2 separate regions of the Gossypium hirsutum genome follow, and region 1 is linked to region 2. The links are chromatin contacts, called in public Hi-C maps. All regions are on one chromosome and are shown on one strand. The core of a region is the stretch at or near the end of the contact, and the rest is flanking DNA. Distances in the headings are between cores, read along the strand shown. Region 1 holds the start of LOC107950755 (circumsporozoite protein). Region 2 has its middle 19 kb from the start of LOC107950082.

Evidence for each region. Hi-C and Micro-C count contacts between places; a contact is called where the count stands out from the background.
Region 1: a Hi-C map of leaf shows a contact between it and region 2, with 3 times the contacts expected there. The contact joins the promoter of LOC107950755 here to the enhancer-like site in region 2. A contact is called at or near these places in 14 of 34 Hi-C or Micro-C datasets (anther, callus, fibers and 3 more).

The regions. Positions count from the first base shown.
Region 1 is chrD03:33,642,825-33,645,896 of Gossypium_hirsutum_v2.1, forward strand. It overlaps LOC107950755 (circumsporozoite protein), which reads left to right and starts at 1,583. Exons shown (of 5, transcript XM_016885706.2): 1 at 1,583-1,906; 2 at 1,992-2,107; 3 at 2,202-3,072. The coding sequence starts at 2,021.
Region 2 is chrD03:33,599,363-33,602,129 of Gossypium_hirsutum_v2.1, forward strand. No RefSeq gene overlaps it. Among protein-coding and RNA genes, the nearest start is that of LOC107950082, 19 kb to the right of the region's middle. Within about 2 kb of position 1,494, at least 8 of the 9 cell types and tissues checked have an H3K27ac peak or open chromatin away from gene starts, as enhancers often do. A contact at or near this core is called in fibers and leaf, where this site is marked.

The sequences.
Region 1 (3,072 bases), core at 333-2,832, 44 kb after region 2:
ACCAAGCTATTTGAGGGTCACTAGTTCTGCCATAGGATCGAGAAAAGAGTCTGACCCAAAACGCTCCCTAAGTCCCCTAGCATAGATATTCCAAGATAGTTGATGTAATCCCCCATGCCTTCGAGCAAAAAAATGGTGCCAGTCAAGTGCCTTACCTTCGAGATGCAACATAACTAGCCGAACCTTTGCATGATCACCAATCACCTCCTCTTCAAAGTACTGCTCAAGCTTGGACCACCATCCTTGAAAGTTCTCACCATCAAATGACGGGCATTCCATCCTAAAAGTGAAACGATTAGCTTCCACCATCACTCCACATGAAGACATGCTTGAATGGCCTAGATCTGCCATCGGAGATACTATTATGTGTTCTTAAGATGGGAAACTAGGTGGTGACCCCAAAATCCCTTTACCTTTACTATTCACCGCACCGTCCACTGCCATTAGAGGTCCATGACCAAAATATTGCTCAAATAAAGAGTGAAGCTCAGAACGAAGTTTTGTACGTACCTCCGACTTGATTCATTTACGTACCTCCGACTTGATTCCTTCTTGTAGATCTTTCAACCGAACATCAATTCATGTATTCAACTGAGAAAACTCTGACTGCATGTGAGAAAGTTCACCTTGGATCTGTCCGAGTTCCTTCTACATTTGCATGGTTACTCCGTCACCAGTCATGAGGATCGATAGCTTTGATACCTTTGTTGAAGAATGATTTGAGATAGAGATAAAAAAGAAAGAAGAGAGGAAATCCAGAGAAAAAACAGAAAGAGAAAAAAGAAGCTGAAAACAGAATTCAATTTTTCATGTCTTTCCCTTTCGGTTACAAGCAATATAATGACAGCAATAACCGCTATACTGCAATAGACTAAACGCACCCGTTTTTTACTAGACAAAAAACTCATCGTATCACTAATCCACTCAAAAGAAATTGCAGCGTTTAACTAATTATTTTTAACAGTCTTAATAGAAATATAAACAAAGATATGACCGTTAGCTAAACCATAACATTTTTCTTTTTTCTTTTTTTCACTTTAAGGGACCATGGTTATAAGGTCCCCCAAACTCGATTTCACAAGACCCTTATGGGTCTCATCCCATCACGACGCAATAGTCGAGGGAGTTAGGGCTAACATGATGTCGCCTGTTAAGAGGGCTTCACCAGTGCCGCCTGACACTCACCCTTCACCCTATTTTTTCGATTTTCCTTTTTTTTAATTTCATTTTATATTTGTTTTGTATTTGTACTCGGGTTGCGTATTCAAAAGGTTTCACCTATTAAAAAAGTGTTTTTTTCACTGTCAGTCAGAAAAGTCTAAAAATAAAGGTGGTGCCACCTATGCGCCACCCTCCACCATCCCTGATACACCATTTTCGTAAATAGTTCAGCTGGTATACCATTTTGAAACTTTTTTTTATATTATATATGTAAAAAAACAGATATCTAAATTTATTTTAAACATAATTAATACCTAAACTTGAATATCGCACTTATATTGATACATAACTAATGTTGCAAGTGTCATAAAATGATTTAAAAAATCGTAAATTAAAAAAGTTAATAATAATAATTAACGTTGCTTCAGAAACAGGAAAAGAAGATTTGCGATGCGATCCAAAGCCAATGTCAATTATGCAACCTATATCCTTGGAACTCTGTTCCGCTTATATATAACTCCTAAACGCCACCGTTTCCTTTCTCGGTTCAAAGTCTCCTTGTTTTTTTTCTCCCCCAGTTAACCCCTGTTCCTATTCCAACACTTTTTTTTTTTAAATCTACCCTTGTATGTCTGATCTTCTTTTTTCTCTAAAATTTTGATGAGAAATGAAGTATTTCAAGTTTGGAAGTGGTGAATGTGGAAGCTGTCCAAATTAGTGTACAAAAAAAGGTCTACTTTTTAAGGTTAGAAACCTTCAACTTCTTCTTCTTCTTCATATATATTTAGACTGTTTTGAGGTTGCTTTTGATTAAATTCTGTGATGAATAGGTTCTTATTGTAGCAAAAAAATTGGGTTTATGTTAAATATGGAAAGAAATTATGTTCTTTTGATGGGATTTTTTCTACTGCTAGTTGCTGTCGATTGCTCAGGTTCTGATCCAAAGGTGAGTGTTTTTTTTTTAATGGAGAAAGTTGATTAAATTTTTTAATTTCATTCATGGGATCAAATAAAATTTCTCATTGATTTTTCCTTTTTAGGGGAACGAACAGACTGGTTTAAATCAGAAATTAGATGGCACAGTGGAACTGTTGAAGGAAAATGGTGAATCTAAATCTGTTTCAGATTCAATTGGAATTAAAAACTTGAAAGGTAATGGAGGAGATCAAACTAATGGATCAAAAGGAGATATTGGGAGTGATACAAGTAAGAGTAATTTGAAACTGCAATCAGGTTCAAATGGAGGTGAGAATTTGGTGAAGGATGGGAAAGATTCAAGTAGTGAAGCAGAAGGAAATTCAGACAATGAACAACGAGGTGATATTGAGCACAAGGGTCGGGAAGAGTCACATGTTGAAGCCGGAGGAAAGACCGATAGTGGAGAAGGTGATAATGTGCAAAAGGCTAAGCAAGAATCACATTTTGATGCCGGAGGAAAGGCAGATGGTGGAAAAGGTGATAATGAGCACAAGGGTAAGGACGAATCGCGGTTTGAAGCCGGAGGAAAAGTGGACAGTACAAAAGGTGATAACGAGCAAAAGGGTAAGGAAGAATCGCAGTTTGAAGCCAGGGGAAAGGCAGATGGTGGAAAAGGCGATAAGGAGGGTCAGGAATCCAAAGGAGTGATGGATGGTGCGAAAGAAGGTGATAATGAGCAAAAAGGTCAGAAAGAATCAAATCTTAAAACCAGAGGAGAGACGAATGGTGCGAAAGAAGTTGATAACGTGCAAAAGGGTTTGGAAGAATCAAAACATGATAACAAAGGGAATACAGATGGTGAGATAGAAGGTAACAATGTGCAAAAGGGTCAGGAAAAGTCAAATATTGAAGCCAAAGAAAAGACGGATGGTGAAGAAAAGGGAAAACCAGATGATAGTGAAAATCATAAGGAAGTTAAGTCCGAGAAAGACA
Region 2 (2,767 bases), core at 244-2,743:
TCGAGCTTGTAGACCTAAAGATGATCGAACCTCCAAAATACCCGTTACACGTTCGAGTTGCTTTACCAATTCATTTTTTCGAGCAAAAATATTACCATAAACATTTTTGTTCCAGCTTTAGACTTCTGCTTGAAAAAGTTCCAAGTTTGAAACAACATCAATTTTGTGGTTCCAATAATTACACACCAAATCCCCAAATTCTGGATGAAGTAGCCAGCTTGCTATAAATTTGAAAGGCCGACAAGTTGTATTCTGATGATTATGGCCACTAGAACCCAAATTAACCAAGATTAGTCGAGGATCCGACTTCAATTTGTGGAGATGTCAGACCAAACTATCTGGAGTGAAACAGTTCCAATATGAGTTGCAGATGGCCTATAAAGTCTTTGAAAAAGATTACCTCTACTCCAGGTGAAACGAGGGTCAGAAAAACCCATATCCCTCAGCTTATTCTTGAATAAGAAATCCTTAAAAAAAATTACAACTTGCCTTCACACGAATAACACCACCGTCATGCTCCAAACTATCCAGAATGGAGTTGAAATCTCCATCAAGAATCCAAGGCTCCTTAACTGATAATGCTATAGAGTCCAAAAACTACCAAAGAAATTTCATTTTGGTTGGGTGAGGGCTCATATAAACAGCCAAACATAGGAAACTTATATGTCCTTATCTGCTTACAATTTTCAGATTAACCATTTGTGAATGCAAATCAATGACATCAACTTTGATGTTATCACTCCATAATAACCATATACCCCAAGAAAACCCTATGGCCTCAATTTTGAATGAATTTTGGAAGCCTAATTTTTCAATAACATCATCTACCCTAGAGTCACTAATTCGAGTATAAAAAAATCCAACTAAATCTGGTGAAAGTTCTTTTGTATACTCCTTAATGAATCTATGGAAATGTGGATGGCCAACACCTTGGCAACTCCAAAACATTAATTTTGTATCCATAAATAACAAATGAGAGAAAAGATAAAACACACCCATAGGGCAAGGAAGAGAACCAATCCATATGCTTCTCATTCCGACTATCTTCAACATCAATCGTCTCCATCAAAATGTTGTCCTAAACAACCATAGAAACATGGCTTGAATCTCTTTTTATTCTTGATATAATTTCCTCCATAGCTGTCATTACCTCCACCATTATGTGTTAAGACCTTGAAGCCCCTACATCCGGCGGTTTTCGCGATCGAGGAACATCCATGTATAAAGGCTCTTGACCTGTCTTCTTACTTGTTATGTCCTTCGGTTTTGATAATTCCAAAACTACGCTTGATTCCCCAATATTCCTTTTCTTTCTGTGAACTGAATCAAAATTTTTACCCTCTAGAATCTTCACAGCTTTATTTTTCTGACCATTTAGGGATGCCTTAACCTGAAATGATTGAAACTTAAAAAGCCCATTCCTATCAGTCACTTCTTTATGGCCCATTTTTTACCCATCATCAACTAGCCCTTGTCCACTTGAACTTGAAAGCCCGTTCACAGTATTGTTAGGCTTTAAGATGTTGAGATTCGTTCAAAGCCCACTAGCAACCGAGATACCTTTACCTTTTGCTTTTAAATTATTTTTCTTTTGGCAAGTGGCAGAATTGGAAGCCTTATTGTTTTTATCCATAGTCTGCTCACTCTTTCCCCGAAATCTGCTCTAGTAAATATCCCTATTAGAGATCTCATCATTATCAACAAGCCCTTAATTCACATCAAGAACATTAAACCGAGATCCTCCAGCAGTCACACCTAGATTATTGTCATTCTTGTTCCCTATAACCGCTGTGTTCCGATTCATCACTATCGACATTCCACTAACATCCAAGGGCCATAACATTCCTTTTCCACTCTATTTTGAATAACTTGCATTCGTCGCCTGTGGAGCCTATATCTTTGGGCATGATTCAGAACTATGCCCATAAAGTCCACAACTGAAACAAACGTTAGGTAACAATTCGTATTCAAGGCGTTGTATTCTTCCATTGATTTTTATCTTTGATACCAATGGCTTCCGGAGATCAACACAGATCGCCAATCGTGCAAAATGCCCCATTCTAGCACTATCAATATTCTCGTGAATCTTCAAAATTGGACCAATAGTTTGCCCAATAGCCTTAAGTAGGAAGTCCGAATAGTACCCCTTTGGGAGGCCAGGTAGTCTAACCCATTCAGCTTGGGTGTCAATCTCATTTTGAGTAGTCGAAAAGTTCGGCGACCATGGCCGAACTTTGAGATACTACCCAAAGATTACCCATAGGCCACTGGTCAATACTTTGTTATAGTCTTCTTCATCATTGAATCATACCAGATAAAAATCATTCTCCAAATTCATAAGGCTAAAAGGTTGATTGGGTCTCCATAACAACATGATCTTATTCAGTAAGGCATTGAAAGTAATCATTCATCCTAACAATTTGATAATGATTGTTCTTTCCATCTTCCTTTCAATGAATTTTTGCACCCTTTCAAAAAAATGTGATCGATGGGATTCTGTCAGTCATTTCTGTCAATACATCTCCTTCTTGTAGTGCAAAAGCTTCCTCCTTTAGCACTGGATTTGAACGAAATGAATTACCTATCAAGGTGTTTTTATATGAAGTCTTGTTTGTATCATTTTCCAGAATCTTAACACCATTCTAGTCAATCGTAGGGTTATCCATATCTGGTGGAAAATCTGATCGGTGTTTCACCTTCTTGGTAGCACGTCCAATTCCAATGTTTGAGGTCATCGGACTAGCGTCTACCACAAACTCAGCCACAA